Regions from separate parts of the Mus musculus genome. Here region 2 is linked to region 1. The links are chromatin contacts, called in public promoter capture Hi-C maps. All regions are on one chromosome and are shown on one strand. The core of a region is the stretch at or near the end of the contact, and the rest is flanking DNA. Distances in the headings are between cores, read along the strand shown. Region 1 holds the start of Sv2b (synaptic vesicle glycoprotein 2 b). Region 2 holds the start of Mrpl46 (mitochondrial ribosomal protein L46).

Region 1 (6,610 bases), core at 2,969-5,468:
ATGCTAGGCAAGCAGTCTACCCACTGAGCTACATGCCCAACCCATACACTTCCACTTTCTCCTGATTCTCTGCCTCTGCCATGTGAACCTGCCCCAGCTATACAGGGAGAAGAGGGACAAGCATGGTCAGAGCCCAAGTCATCCCAAGTCAGGTCATCCCAAAGCAGCCATTTTTCAAACTCTCCATCAACAGAGCCAAGTCACATGAACAGGCACAGCAGAAATCAACCAAGTACAACTCAGACAGATCTCTTGGCCACTCCATACACATGAGAGAAAATAATAAATGCTAGTTGTTCAAGGTCACTGAGTTTGAGGGTGGTTTACTCTATACTCTCTTAAGACAAACCTTAAAGTGTGTGACCAGTTCTTCAGGTAGGTCTCTAAGCAGCTCTGCTCTCTGTAGCTTGGACGTCATGAATGGGGGTCTGCAGGACTTACATACACTGGCCATAGAACAAACTGTCTCCACCACTGAGGATCAATAATGTGGCATGCAGAGGAACAAAGCTATTCTGACATAGCCCAGAGAGACAGATCAGGTTTCTGAGACTAAAGAGTATAACTGAGAGGCAGACCTTGGATGAGAAGTAAATGCTCTCTTCTGAGATGAATTGGGTGATGACCAGCCACCCTGACCTTGACCCAGCCTCCCCCCATCCTATTTCACAGATGCTTTCACAAGGTTTTCAGCCATCAATCTCCCCCTCGCCCATTTCACTCATGGAACACTGCAGTAGGCTTACTGCACCACAAAGAGCTGATAGAGTCCTCAGATCCCCCCCCCCCCATACTGCTTTCTCCAAAGGACAAAGCAGCAAGCTGTGATCTTTATATTAAGCTTTTGGATGGAAGCCCTAAATAAATTCACCATCCAGCCATACGTAAATGCATTCCATCGTGCACTGAAGGTCAGTATATTTCCAGATGATCCCAATCCTTTCCGTAACCACAGAGATTCTTGCCAAAGAAAAGAGAACATGAGCTAGTGGGGACAACACCTGCCGGACTGTTCACTAAAGGTGACTCTGCTTCGTCTGGAAAAGAAACAGGTGTAAACACGGTCCTCCATCTGGGGGCTAGGAATCAGAGTCACCGAGCTTGCCTTGCAGAGATGTATCCCTCTGGCTTGCTGCATTAGATCCTGTTTTGAACTGTCCAAGTACCACTTCCTACCAGATAACCTTCTTTTAAACACGGAGATTAGGAACTCAGCCAAGTCCTTAAACAAGAAGTCAGTGCTGTATCTTAAGCGACAAATATATAAACAGAAATCATGAAGCAAGACAGCAGTGACCTTTTCATGTTATCCTCAGACAGTTCTCACCACCATCCCCCTCATTCACACAACTGGGCTTCCTGGGTCTCTTTCTTGTTCTCTTATGTGTTTGTCTCTTGTCTCAGGCTTTTGCAGGTTCTGTTACTCTACTCATACCGCCTGGCTTTCTCCCTCACTCTCACCAGAGTTGGTCAAGATGCCCTCATTATCAACTATCTCTCTGACCACATAGATAGCAGATAGATATGAAAGAGATAGATGATAGATTAGATAGGTAAATAGATGATAGATATGAAAGAGATAGACAGAGAGATGATAGAGATGATTATGATAGAAGGGTAGAAAGATAGATAGATAGATAGATAGATAGATAGATAGATAGATAGATAGATAGATAGATGGATGGATGGATGGATAGATAGATAGATAGATAGATAGATAGATAGATAGATAGATAGAAGGATAGATAGATAGATAGATAGATAGATAGATAGATAGAAGGATAGATAGATAGATAGATAGATAGATAGATAGATAGATAGATAGATAGGAAAGAGATAGACAAATAGATGATAGAGTTGATGACAGACAGACAGATAGATAGACAGGCAGATAGACAGACAGATAGACAAATAGATAGATAACAAACCCACTCCAAAACTTGCAGCACTTCTCATGTTTCTTATTCTACTTTATTTTTCTCCATCTCAGCTCCTGGGCTAAAATACTAAATACTTATTTATTTGTTCAGTAATACACTTGCACACACACACACACACACACAGTTTGCTCAATGCTACAGTTGCCACATATAGAGAAGTGCCTGTCACATGGTAGGAACTCAATGAACAAACTTAAGTAGCAACTTCATGCCAAATGATCACTATATGATGATTGTTAAACGATGAGCAAATACTTTTAAGTGTGTGTGTTACATATTTATCATGACAGTGTCGTTGCTTCCATTTTACAGATGATGAAATCAAGGCTCGAAGAAAGGCTAAGATACTTGCCAAAGACCAGCTCTCTTAGAGCAGTCAAGGCCACACTACCCACAGTGTGCCAGGTTATTATTCAAACACCTGGTGCTTTCAGTTACAAAATGCATGTAAGGCACACCTCTGGCAAAAGAAATAACCCACCAACAATGTTGGCTTTTTGTCCCACAAGTTGATCTGCTCTGAAACTCCCTTAGAAATTGCAAGAGTCCCTGCCTTTGTGAAAAGCTATTTCAATACTCCATTGTCCTGAAACTTAGAGAAAATACTTATCAAGAGAACAAAAGTAAAAAGCCGGACCTGCATTGGTGTGCTTTGCCCTCAGTGCAGCCTTCAGAGTGCCTCCTTGACACTAGTCTTGTTCTGCTAACATCAGCTCTGCCTTCCCATCAGCCGTGATGGTGATGGAATGGGAGAGGGTTGCAGGATATTCAAGAGCAATGGCTCAAGAAACAAAACCAATCCCGAACTGGTCACACCTCCTTACTACAGGTGTTTGTCCCCCACCGGGTGTGAGCCTGTGCCACATTAGGATTTTGTTTCCATCACCTCTTCATCCCTAAGGATCAATGCCACCTCTGACACATAAAACCGTTGGGCAAGTATTTGCTGACTCAGGGAAGACGCAGATTGTGCCTCACTCACCATATCAACTGCATCTTCTAGCAAGCCGCCTCTTCTGCAAAGGGCAAGGGAAAGCATAGAAGAGACCGCCAAGCTGGTTGCAATGTCTAGTTCCCCACCATCCACACACCTCTCACCCCTCACCTGCCCCTCCTTGAGACCCAGAGCCACCCACATTCACCTTCCAAACAGGCTTAGAAACCAGCAAGCATCCCACAGCGTCCCACCCTACCTTACCCAACACATCTGCATCAAGTTACCTTTAAACGGAGCCTGTTTGCATCTGCAATTTCTGGATAAAAGATAAAAGCATTTGGGCAGCTGGATCTGCTGTACCCGACAGATGAGAAATCTACCACTGGTCTGCTGCGGAGGGAACAGCAGCGCCTTGCTCCTCCCTAGCTAACGGCATTTGCTCACCCATCCCTGCAAAACAAATCATGTTCTTTTCCTTGCGCTAAAAATCCATCCAGAAAAAAAAAAAAAAAGAAAGTCCCTAAGAAACGGCTCCCACGCCCGCGGAGGGCGCCCTCAACACAGAGAAACACACACAAACCCCAGTCCAGAGCCAGCAGGTGTGGGCACGTATTTAATCTGTTCTCTGAGAAAAAGCCAACGAGGAGTAAGGTTGAACTAAAGGGATGTCCAGGAAGCATGTGGAAAGCAGCTATAAATGTCAGTAGCCCAAGTTGGGAAACTATTTACCGCGCCAATAGTTCATGTGCTTTCACTCCAAGTCCTGGGGAAGGCCACGTTCAAAGAAGCGCGCAGCCCGGGGCAGCAGCAAGTGCTCCTTTTTCGGTGCGCTGCTTTCCAACTCTGCTGCCCTTTGAGGCTTTTCCTAACAACCGCACCCAGAGGTCCCAGCACGGGTCTCAGCATGCCAGGCCTGGGAGCCCCGCACCACCGCGAGAATCGCCGTCCCCTACCTGGGTGGAAAATCCGCAGCGAGCCGGTCAGCAGCCGAACACCGTAAGTCTGGGCGGCAGCTCAGGCTAACGCGGTTGGTAATCCCAACCGAGGCAGGCTCTCCCTAGGGCACACCTGCATCGCCGCGCCCTCGTCGCCTTCGCTGCTGCCTCCGCTGTGCAGAGCCTCTGTGCAGCGCGCTCCCAGCACCCTGCAGCACCCCAGCCCTCCCGGGGCTCCTGAGTCTATTTAGAAGGATCAGCCAGAGCCTAGTCCAGGCACTGTGTTCACTGCGGAAAGCTCTTTGCTTCTAACTCCCTTTCAGATCCAAGGAGAGGAGTTCCGGATAGGTTGGAGGGGAGCCAGAGCCCACTCCCCGGACCCGCCCTTTCTGGATTTGCGGATGAACAGACCTGCAAACGTCTTATTCTATTAGGTTTGTTCCCAACTGACTATAAATATCTTGGTCTCTCCACCCTCCCACCTAAGGCGCCAAGGCGCATAAGACTCCAAGCTCTGTCCCCAAGCTCGGTCTTGGACTGGGGGTGTCCTCGGATTATGCCATCCCCAAACTACCCAAGATAATAGATGTTGACAAATCGTTCTGGTCTTCTTAACTCCTTTGGAACTGAAAAAGAGCTTGCTTGGCCAGCGGAGGGTCCGGGGGGTGGGGAGGGGATGAGGAAAATTTGGAGGGTTTAATATATTGGAGAAAGGCTCTAGCTGTTTCCTTCTTACCAATGCCACACGCGCGCGCACACACACACACACACACACACACACACACACACACCCGGCTCACAAACACAATGCAGCCAGCCTGGGAAGATTTTCCCAAAGCATAGGGTTCCTTCTAGAAGGAAATAAAGTCATGAACGAAGTCACCCTGGAAGTTCAAAGTCCAAATTAAACAACAGTACAGGGGCCTAGTCTTCTGTAGTGTCTGCTAAGTACCTTCCCTAATTGCTTTTCTAACTGTGAGAAGGACAACTATGAGAACGATACCATGACCAAAGGCAGTTTGGTGGGGAAAGAGTCTACTGAACTTACGTATCACCAGCACAATCCATTGAGGGAAGTCAGGGCAGAAAATGAGGGAGAGGCAACTGGGGAACACTGCTTACTGGCATGTTAGGTCTCCTTTCTTATTAAACTCAGGACTACCTGGTCAGGACTGGCACCATTCCCAGTAAGCTGGACTTCCCGTATCAGTCTCTAATTTAAAAACAAAAAAAAAAAAAAAAAAATGCCCTCACAAAACTTACCTACAGGCAATCTGATGAAGGTATTTTCCCAACTGAAGTTGCTCTTCACATATGTGTGTAGGTGTGTGTTGTTAACAAAACCAACCATTGTACCTAATTATGTCAAAGTGGAGGCAAAAGAGAAGAATCTTGCCTTTTCTCCACTCAATACTTCTGCCTCCCCAAGCTCTTCACTTCTATCACCCCCTCCAGCTACAGAAGGCTTCTCTCAGCTCCCCACCTCTTTCTTAGCCTGGGCTTGACCCTGAACCACCTTGCAAGGGCTTCCCTAGTTCCCCTCCCATAGTTGTTCCCTAAGGTGTAAGTCTAATCTTGGTTCCTTCCTGACTAAAACCAGGCCATTGGCTTCCCTTTGTCCTTAGAAACACTTCTTCCTCGTCGAGTGAACAAAAGTGTCTCCCCACTGACATCAACAGCTTCCATGCTTCACCTGATCCATTCCCCTCTACCCATTCCATTGAGTGAGAACTTGAAAGGACAATCCAGATAATTTCCTTAGTAATTCAAGGAATTTATGAACACCTACACATACCAGAGAATTAGGAAGTTATGCAGATGCCCTGTATGGTGTGTTCGAATGCCGAACCATAGGAAGTGGTACTATTAGGAAGTGAGGCTTGGTTGGAAGAAGTGTGTTGCTGTGGAAATGGGCTTTGAGGTCTCTTCTGCACAAGCTATGCCCAGTGTGGCACCCAGTCTCCTTCTGCTTGCTGCCTGTGGACCAAGATGTAGAATTCTCAGCTCCTTCTTCAGCACCCTGTCTGCCTGTACGTTGCCATACTTCCCTACCATGAGGATAACGAACTAAACCTCTAAAACTGTAAGCTGGCCCCAAGTAAACATTTCCTTTATTAGCACTGCCTTGGTCACGGTGTCTCTTTACAGCAATAAAACCTTCAATAAGACAAAGGCTAAAGTAGATTCAGAAGTCTATGTGCTGATGGATACAACTAGAGATAATCAGATTAAACTAAGTCAACCTCAGAAAGACTAATGTCATGCTTTCTCTCATTTATGGTGTCTGGTTTTATATAGACACATCAAATACCATGTGAATGTGGATGTAAATCCTACTTCAAAGTTTTAGATGTGTATATTTAGATTGACATTTATTTCAGTGATGAAGACGAAGGGAAATACTGACTTTGTGAGCTACAAAAGAAAAAATAGTTTGAATGGAAATACTCTTCCTAGATAATAGCTCCCCGGGGAGCTATCAGCAGATAATTGCTGCTAGAGTCCTATTCCTCGGAGGTGTCACTGATGCAAAGTTGCTCTTGATCTGGTAAATAAAGCTCCCACCCTAGCTCATACAAATGACCCTAAGCACATGTGGTGGATTCCACATTCATAAACGTGTGAAAGACAGCGGACAACCTCAAAGAAATAAGCATTAAAACCTATTTGGGAGAATAGGGCACTACTGGGGGAAGGAAGGGTGAGAAGAGAAGGGGTAGAGGGCAATATGCCTAAAGTCCATTACACACTTAAGCCAATACCATGTGCCTAAATAGTGGTTCTTTTTTTTTTCAATT
Region 2 (6,610 bases), core at 2,665-5,164, 3.5 Mb after region 1:
AATTTTTATGCAGAAACCACATGTCAGCAGCACTGGAGATATAAAACAAAATCGAGGCGGAACTTCCTTTTGCATTTTCAGTAGTGTTTCTCCACCATGCTAATTTTGCTCTCTAGCAATATGGAGAGACTTTTTTTGGTTGTCACACTGGGGCTAGGGGTGGGAAACAAAATATTGCTACTAGCAACTTGTGAGTAGAGGCCAAAGATGCTAAACACCTTACAATACAAAGAAGAGTGTCTCACAAAGAATTACCTGGCCTCTAACATTAACAATACCATAGTCTAATGAGAAGTGAAGGACATCACAGCTAAAGCTGTGAAAATAAAGCCGGATGACTTGCAACACTCCAGTATGACCCAAAGATGCATGCATCATAAAGACGGCAGGGATAATGTTGACAATTCGAGTTGAATCAATGGATAAGCTATGGTACAAGCAGCAGTGCTAGGAATAGAGGTCAGTGGTAGTATGCTTGCCCACTAATCACAAGGCCAGTAGCTCCATCTCTAGTACTTACTGAAAAACAAAACTTACATTTCCTGAGTGCGAGAATTCTGATTGATGCAATTGTAGCTAAGTGATTAAGGCAATGGACTGGAAATTCTTCTCCCAGCTCAGGTACAAGCTTGCCAAATAAGGTTTCTCCCCTTGGTGCTGGGGCTATACCTCAGCTGGCACAGTGTTTGTCTAACATACACAAGGCTCCGCGTAAGACTGTGGCTCAGGCATATAATCCCAACACGCATGCAAGAGGCTCAGAAGTTCAAGGTCATCCTCAGGTACAAGGCCACCCTGGCTACCAAAAGGAAAAGAAAGAAAAGAAAGAAGAAAGAAAGAGGAAGAGAAAAACAGAAAAGGAGGGAAGGAAGGAAGGAAAACGGAGAGAAGAGAGGAGGGAAGGGCTAAGAATAGTGTTTACTGTACCAAAATCTCAATATAGAAAGATAAAAATACTCACTTATTCTAAGGAAAATCATTGCCAAGATTTTTGTTTGATTGGGTTTTGGTTTTTTTGAGACAGGGTCTCTCTATGTAGGTCTGGCTGTCCTTGAACTCACTATATAGACCAGGCTAGCAGTGAACTCACAGAGACACACCCCTGCCACCTCTGCCTCCCAGGTGCTGGAGTTAAATAAGTGTGCCTTCATACCCAGCCTCTTACCTGAATTTTTACTCATCAGTATCCATTAAACTTTCCACTGTCTATCCTTATGCCAACCTGAAATGAATCTGGGGGGATTCAGAGGGTAAAGAGTCTACCTGAGAGTGTGGCCAGGATTCGCTCAGCTGTCCCCCGAAGGGTCTCCCCGGGCTGCCACTCGACTTGAGGAAGCATCCAAACATCTTGGTCTCCAAGTTTCTCTCTGACTAAGAGGACAAGGTTTCTGTCTAGCTTTCGATGCAACGAGGTCCGGTCATTTTTTTTGTCAGCTTCTATAAAAGGGATGATCAGAGGAAAGAGAAAAATAAGAAATAAAGGACTATGATGTACTACGGGCAAGGGTTTTGAGTTTTAGAGCTTTCCATCAGGAACTACCACAAACCCTGTCCTCTGTTTAAGCCAAAGTATAATCCTAACTCAAAATGAAAGCTAAGAATCGAAACCAGAAATAAACTCCTCTCAAAAAGCAACGTATAGCTGAAACATTTGGAAAAGAAGCAATGCCTGTGAAAGTTCGAGCGTAAACACTAGAATCTAGCTCAGAGGCAGTGAGTGCACTTGCCCTGCAAGCAGGAGGTTCTTGAGTTCAGACCTCGGCAATGTTACACAGTTACAAACAAACAAACAAACAAACAAAGTCTTGCCGTTGGATTTAACGCTATTACCAATCTAACTAACTAACCCCCACCTTCTCTGTTCTCCAGTCATCATCCTTGAAACAGGGACAATAGCACTCAGCCCCTGCTCTCAGAATGACTTCTAATAAAACAGGAATTGAGGAGAAAGGCTCAAGTCCTCCCACTCTCTGATCCAGTGACAACCTCAAGTTTTAACAGAAAGAAAAGACTCTTTACTTCTACTGAAAATAGCATAAGCCTTTTTAAAAACTCATGTTAGGGAGATATAAGGAATAGGGAGGGAGTACTACTTTCCTGAAAACTGTTTTGTTACTTGAAGCTTGTTATTAAAATGCAAAGCAAAAGACAGGCAACTGTCCTTCATTTGGAAGTGAGAATTCCTGTCTCTCGCTCCCTTGTGGTTGGCCCAGGAGGTCACAAACCTGTTTCCCGAGCTCCAGGTCTGAACTGTAGGAATGCCTGCTCCCACATATCTTCTAAGTCTTGTGCGAGCGTAATGCCCTGCTCTTGTTCCTCATCATAAAGGTCAGCTTTCTTCTTTGCCAGTCGCTGAGCTTCATCCAGAGCACGGAGCTCATGGTCTGAATACAGGCTTCTCTCTACCTCGATCTGGGAAAGGGAAAAGGAAAAGGAAGAAGAAAAAAAACAAAGCTTCTGTGACCTTGACAGGCTCAGACGTACAACTCTTAACACAATCAGAAATAGAATGAAACACTATACAGATTTAAAAAAAAAAAGCCCACTGGATTGTAAGTAGGCAGTAGGAGAACTTCATTAAGACTGTCAAGGAGAACAGAGGGCACTGAAGACCCACTTCCCACACACTAGGTCTACTCGTCTCTGATCAGCATCTATTCAAGGACTTTCCTGCCATGAAGACTTTCCAACATCCTTCTTCCTAGTCTCTCTTTCTCCTCATGCCATTTCTTCCAGATTTCTATCCATCCTTCTTATTTCAACTCAAATACCTCTTTCTCAGAAAGATATTCCTGGATACTTCTCAGGAAAATAAAACCTATGTGGTCCTGTGTAAAACTCTTCTAGTACTCTATGTTTTCCTTAATAGCACTTACCAAAGTCTATAATTAGTCATAAGACTGGTTACTGATTGTATCCCTAATTCCAGTACCTGGAAACTCTCTGCGAAGCAGAGCGATGTGCCTGTCACATCCACAACTGCCTATCACTTTGCACACAGACGCACAGTATTGGCTACGAATACCTTTATGGTGAAAGAAAAAGGACTACCAAAAAAAAAAAAAAAAGTCAAGTGAGTGAATACATTGAGCAAAAAGCACTGACGGGAGTTTCCATTAGTATTCTCCAGACAAAAGCCTTTTGGAGTCTAGGGATACGGAAGACCTTCCATCACTATCTCCTGACCCAACAGCAACAACACTTGGGTTTTTTGTCTTTCACAGAAATTGCTCCCTGAGGTAAAGCAAACTTTACCGCATTATCTTAAGGATGTGCCCACAGTCACCACGACTTTCGTCCTAACATCACAAACACTTCTCTATAGTCTGAGAGCTCCTAAGTTAAAGGGAGTGATTCCTGTTTGCCCCCGGATCCCTACAGTATTGAATGAACAAGAAGGAAGCTATCCACACCGAATGATCAAGAGAAAACAAGCCAACTAAACTCTTTCAACACCTGCTATATCCTAACCCAACTCAGTACGGTAACTTCATCTTGCAGATGTCACTAAAGGTCGAGAAATGAAACGTTTGCTCAAGGTCACACGAAGTACCAGAGTCTCCATGGAAATCAAGACCTCCTTGATACTGTTGCTTCCCTCCGCCGCACCAGGAAGCCCGTGACTGCCTTACCTGCTGTAATAGACCCGCCATCTCTTCCTGCAATGGAGTGAGCGCCTTGGTGATCAGCGGTGGCCGCTGCAGACACAAGGCGCCCGACAAGCGCCATGGAGACCGGCTGCTTGAGGACGCAGCCTCAAGGGACAAGCCACGAGAACTACCTGCCCAGAACCTGTCAAGCTGCCGCCAGCCTCTAGCCAGCCCTAAAAGAGTACGCCCTACGGGCGCCGCCATCTTTCTGTCTTCCCACAAGGTACCGCGGCGCCCGGCAGAGCCCTCAGCCAACCCCAGGTTCCCATGAGGCAACGCGGGCCGGCGAGGGGCGGGTTTACCGAGTGGAATGAACCATTCCCTTTGGGGGAGGTAGGTGAAATTCTAGTGTTAGACCACTAGAAAGGGGAAAGTTCCTACATAAATGGTTTTATAGAGCTTTAAATTTGAAGAAAAAATACTTACAGGACTATTTAAGAGCAATCAGGTGATTTCCTGTCTGTGAGCACCCCCACAGAGGCTCATGGTGCTGGCTCGAGCTAAGCCAAGCGCCGCGGAGGGTCAATTTCAGTCATGCAGGTTTTAAGAAACTCCGGGTCGTGGCTCCTGCGGTCCTGGGCTGGACATGGAATGACCAGGTAAGGATTACTCTTTCGAACCCACTGTCACTCTCGAGCCTGCCCGCCTACCTTCCTTCCAGACCTATGTGCCACTTGAACCCCCCAAAATACCGTTAATCCAGTCCCTCATCGTACTCTCTCTCTCTCTCTCTTTTTTTGCCCCCCAGGTTTGTGGGCATTGCCCCAGCTAAGAATATCCACACCGGAGCCCCGAGATTAGAAGACTCAGCTGCCAGGCAGAACACTGAAAGGGAAGCGGCTCCAAGTCGCTTCAGGTGAGGGTAAGTGGATGCAGCGCTCTGGAAAGTTGCATCCTGTGACTTCTGCCCGACACCGTCCAAAATCATAGAAAAAGTTAATTCCTGGCTGTCATTTGCCATCTGTGGGAGCTTGTGCAAATCAGCACACTATACGTGGAGATAATGCTTAGAGGGGTTGTTGGGAAAATAGAGGGATGAGCAGGGGCATAAGGTAGCTGTTCAATTAGCAACTGTTAGCTAAGTGTCCAATGTATATAAATACCAGCTTTCTTTTCCTTGTGAGATAAGCTTTAGATCCGACTAGCAGCTTTCTCTGCCTCCAACATAAAATGTCTTGAAGAACCACACTAACTGCACATCTAGATTGTGCCTTTCTTAATTTCGTGCCTAGCCCTGGGACCTGGCATCCTGCAGCATCCCACTAGTAGAAATACTTAATATGCAGGCGGTATATATGTTCACTTACCTTCACATCTGTTTAACAGTTACAAAAGCTACTACTACCTGTTGAGTACCAGGATAAATACAGGAAATATAGGTTATGTCTCCCCAGAAGTAGTACACAACTTGCAAAAACAACACACAGGCAAATGTATTAACCATAATCTGATCAAAAGGATAATAGAGGTAAGAACTGGCTGGACATTTAAGAGAGTAAGGCACACTTGAGGAATTCAGGAAAGACTAAGTACCGTGGACTGTGGAAGTGACTAGGATCTCAGCTGGACAAGATCATTGTGATCGTGGCAGGCAAGGGTAACGTCTGTGGAAAGGCAGGCTGTCAGAACTGGCTTGTGATGCCTCTAGAAAGGCATTTCGGAACCTGTGGGTTGCAACCCCTTTGGGGTTCCTAAGGCCATCAGAAAACACACATACATACGTTACGATTCATAACAGTAGCAAAATCACAGTTAGGAAGTAGCAACGAAAATAATTTTATGGCTGGGGGTCACCACAGTATAAGGAACTGTATTAAAGGGTCACAGCATTAAGAACACTGAGGACCACTGCTCTAGAAGGATCCAAATGGCAGAGGACAGCCCTGTCTCCCTAGAGCTTTTACACTTTATCCCCTGCAGGCAACGAGGAGCTACTGATGGAATTTGATCCAGGACCGTTGTAGCCGTTCATTTGGCAATCCCAGACACTACTAGGATTGTTGGGGTTCTGTCCCTGCTCCAACAGTAAAGCAGGCAATCAGGCATAGCCGTATCTGTCCAGTTCTGGGACGAGTTGATGCCATGTCATTCACTCACTCATTCATTCGTTCATTCATTCATTCATTTTTAGGATGGCCTTGCTGTGCAGCCCAGGCCACCCTCAGACTCACAATCCTCTTGCCTTGGCCTCTTGGGTGCCTGAATTACTAGAGCATGCCCCAGCCTCAGCCTTACTCTTTAGGGAGTCTATAACCACTGTGTTGATGTGAAGCCATGGGGAGCAAGAATGGAAGCTGAGAAGACTTGAAAGCAGTTAGAAAGCAGTGGATATAGGTAAAAATAATGGTGTCTGGAATAGGGTGATAGTTTTACTAGCCAGCGGACTTTGGTTTTTGTGTTTTATTTTGTTTTGAGACAAAGTCTTGCTGTGCAACCTAGGCTGGCCTGGAATGTGCGGCAGTCCTTAGTCTCCCGGGTGCTTAGGGATTACAGGCATCTGTCCACACCCAGCTACAGATCTGTTAATATAAAATGTGAGAAAAGGAGAGGTGTGAAGGCTCAAAACTGGGCGCCAAACAACTGAAAATATGGAATTGTTATATATTAAAATGTCAGGGACTAAGAGTTGAGATCTGTGTGGTTAAGTTTAAGATGCCTTATGCTTGCTTTCGAAAGGCCTTGTGTAATCATGTATAATAAAAGAAAACATTTGAGACACTTAGCATCAGAGTAGGAGTAGAGATGCCATATAGACGGATATCTGGAAGGAGGAAGAACCAGCAAAAGAAAACTCCTCCCCAAGACAGGAAGAAAGCCAGACAAGATTTCCCTTTTAGTGTGGTGCAGCAAAGTAGGGACCCGAGCCGTGTTTGGCACTGCAGACAGGATGGGGTGGCAAGCAGCTAGCATGATTGCTCATTGGATTTAACAGTATGGAGGTGGTTGGTGACCTTCAGTAC

The links. Promoter capture Hi-C pulls out the DNA fragments that hold promoters and counts their contacts.
Region 2: a contact with region 1 is called in a promoter capture Hi-C map of pre-B cells. The contact joins the promoter of Mrpl46 here to the promoter of Sv2b in region 1. A contact is called at or near these places in 3 of 39 promoter capture datasets (cranial neural crest, pre-B cells and second pharyngeal arch cranial neural crest).

Annotation. Positions count from the first base shown.
Region 1 is chr7:75,305,044-75,311,653 of GRCm38.p6, forward strand. Sv2b (synaptic vesicle glycoprotein 2 b) reads right to left here and starts at 4,219. Exons shown (of 13, transcript NM_153579.4): 1 at 3,831-4,219. 1500012K07Rik (RIKEN cDNA 1500012K07 gene) reads left to right here and starts at 3,659. Exons shown (of 3, transcript NR_045814.1): 1 at 3,659-3,873.
Region 2 is chr7:78,779,175-78,785,784 of GRCm38.p6, forward strand. It overlaps Mrpl46 (mitochondrial ribosomal protein L46), which reads right to left and starts at 3,915. Exons shown (of 4, transcript NM_023331.2): 1 at 3,633-3,915; 2 at 2,226-2,412; 3 at 1,264-1,437. The coding sequence starts at 3,854. Mrps11 (mitochondrial ribosomal protein S11) reads left to right here and starts at 3,957. Exons shown (of 6, transcript NM_026498.2): 1 at 3,957-4,249; 2 at 4,399-4,506. The coding sequence starts at 4,185.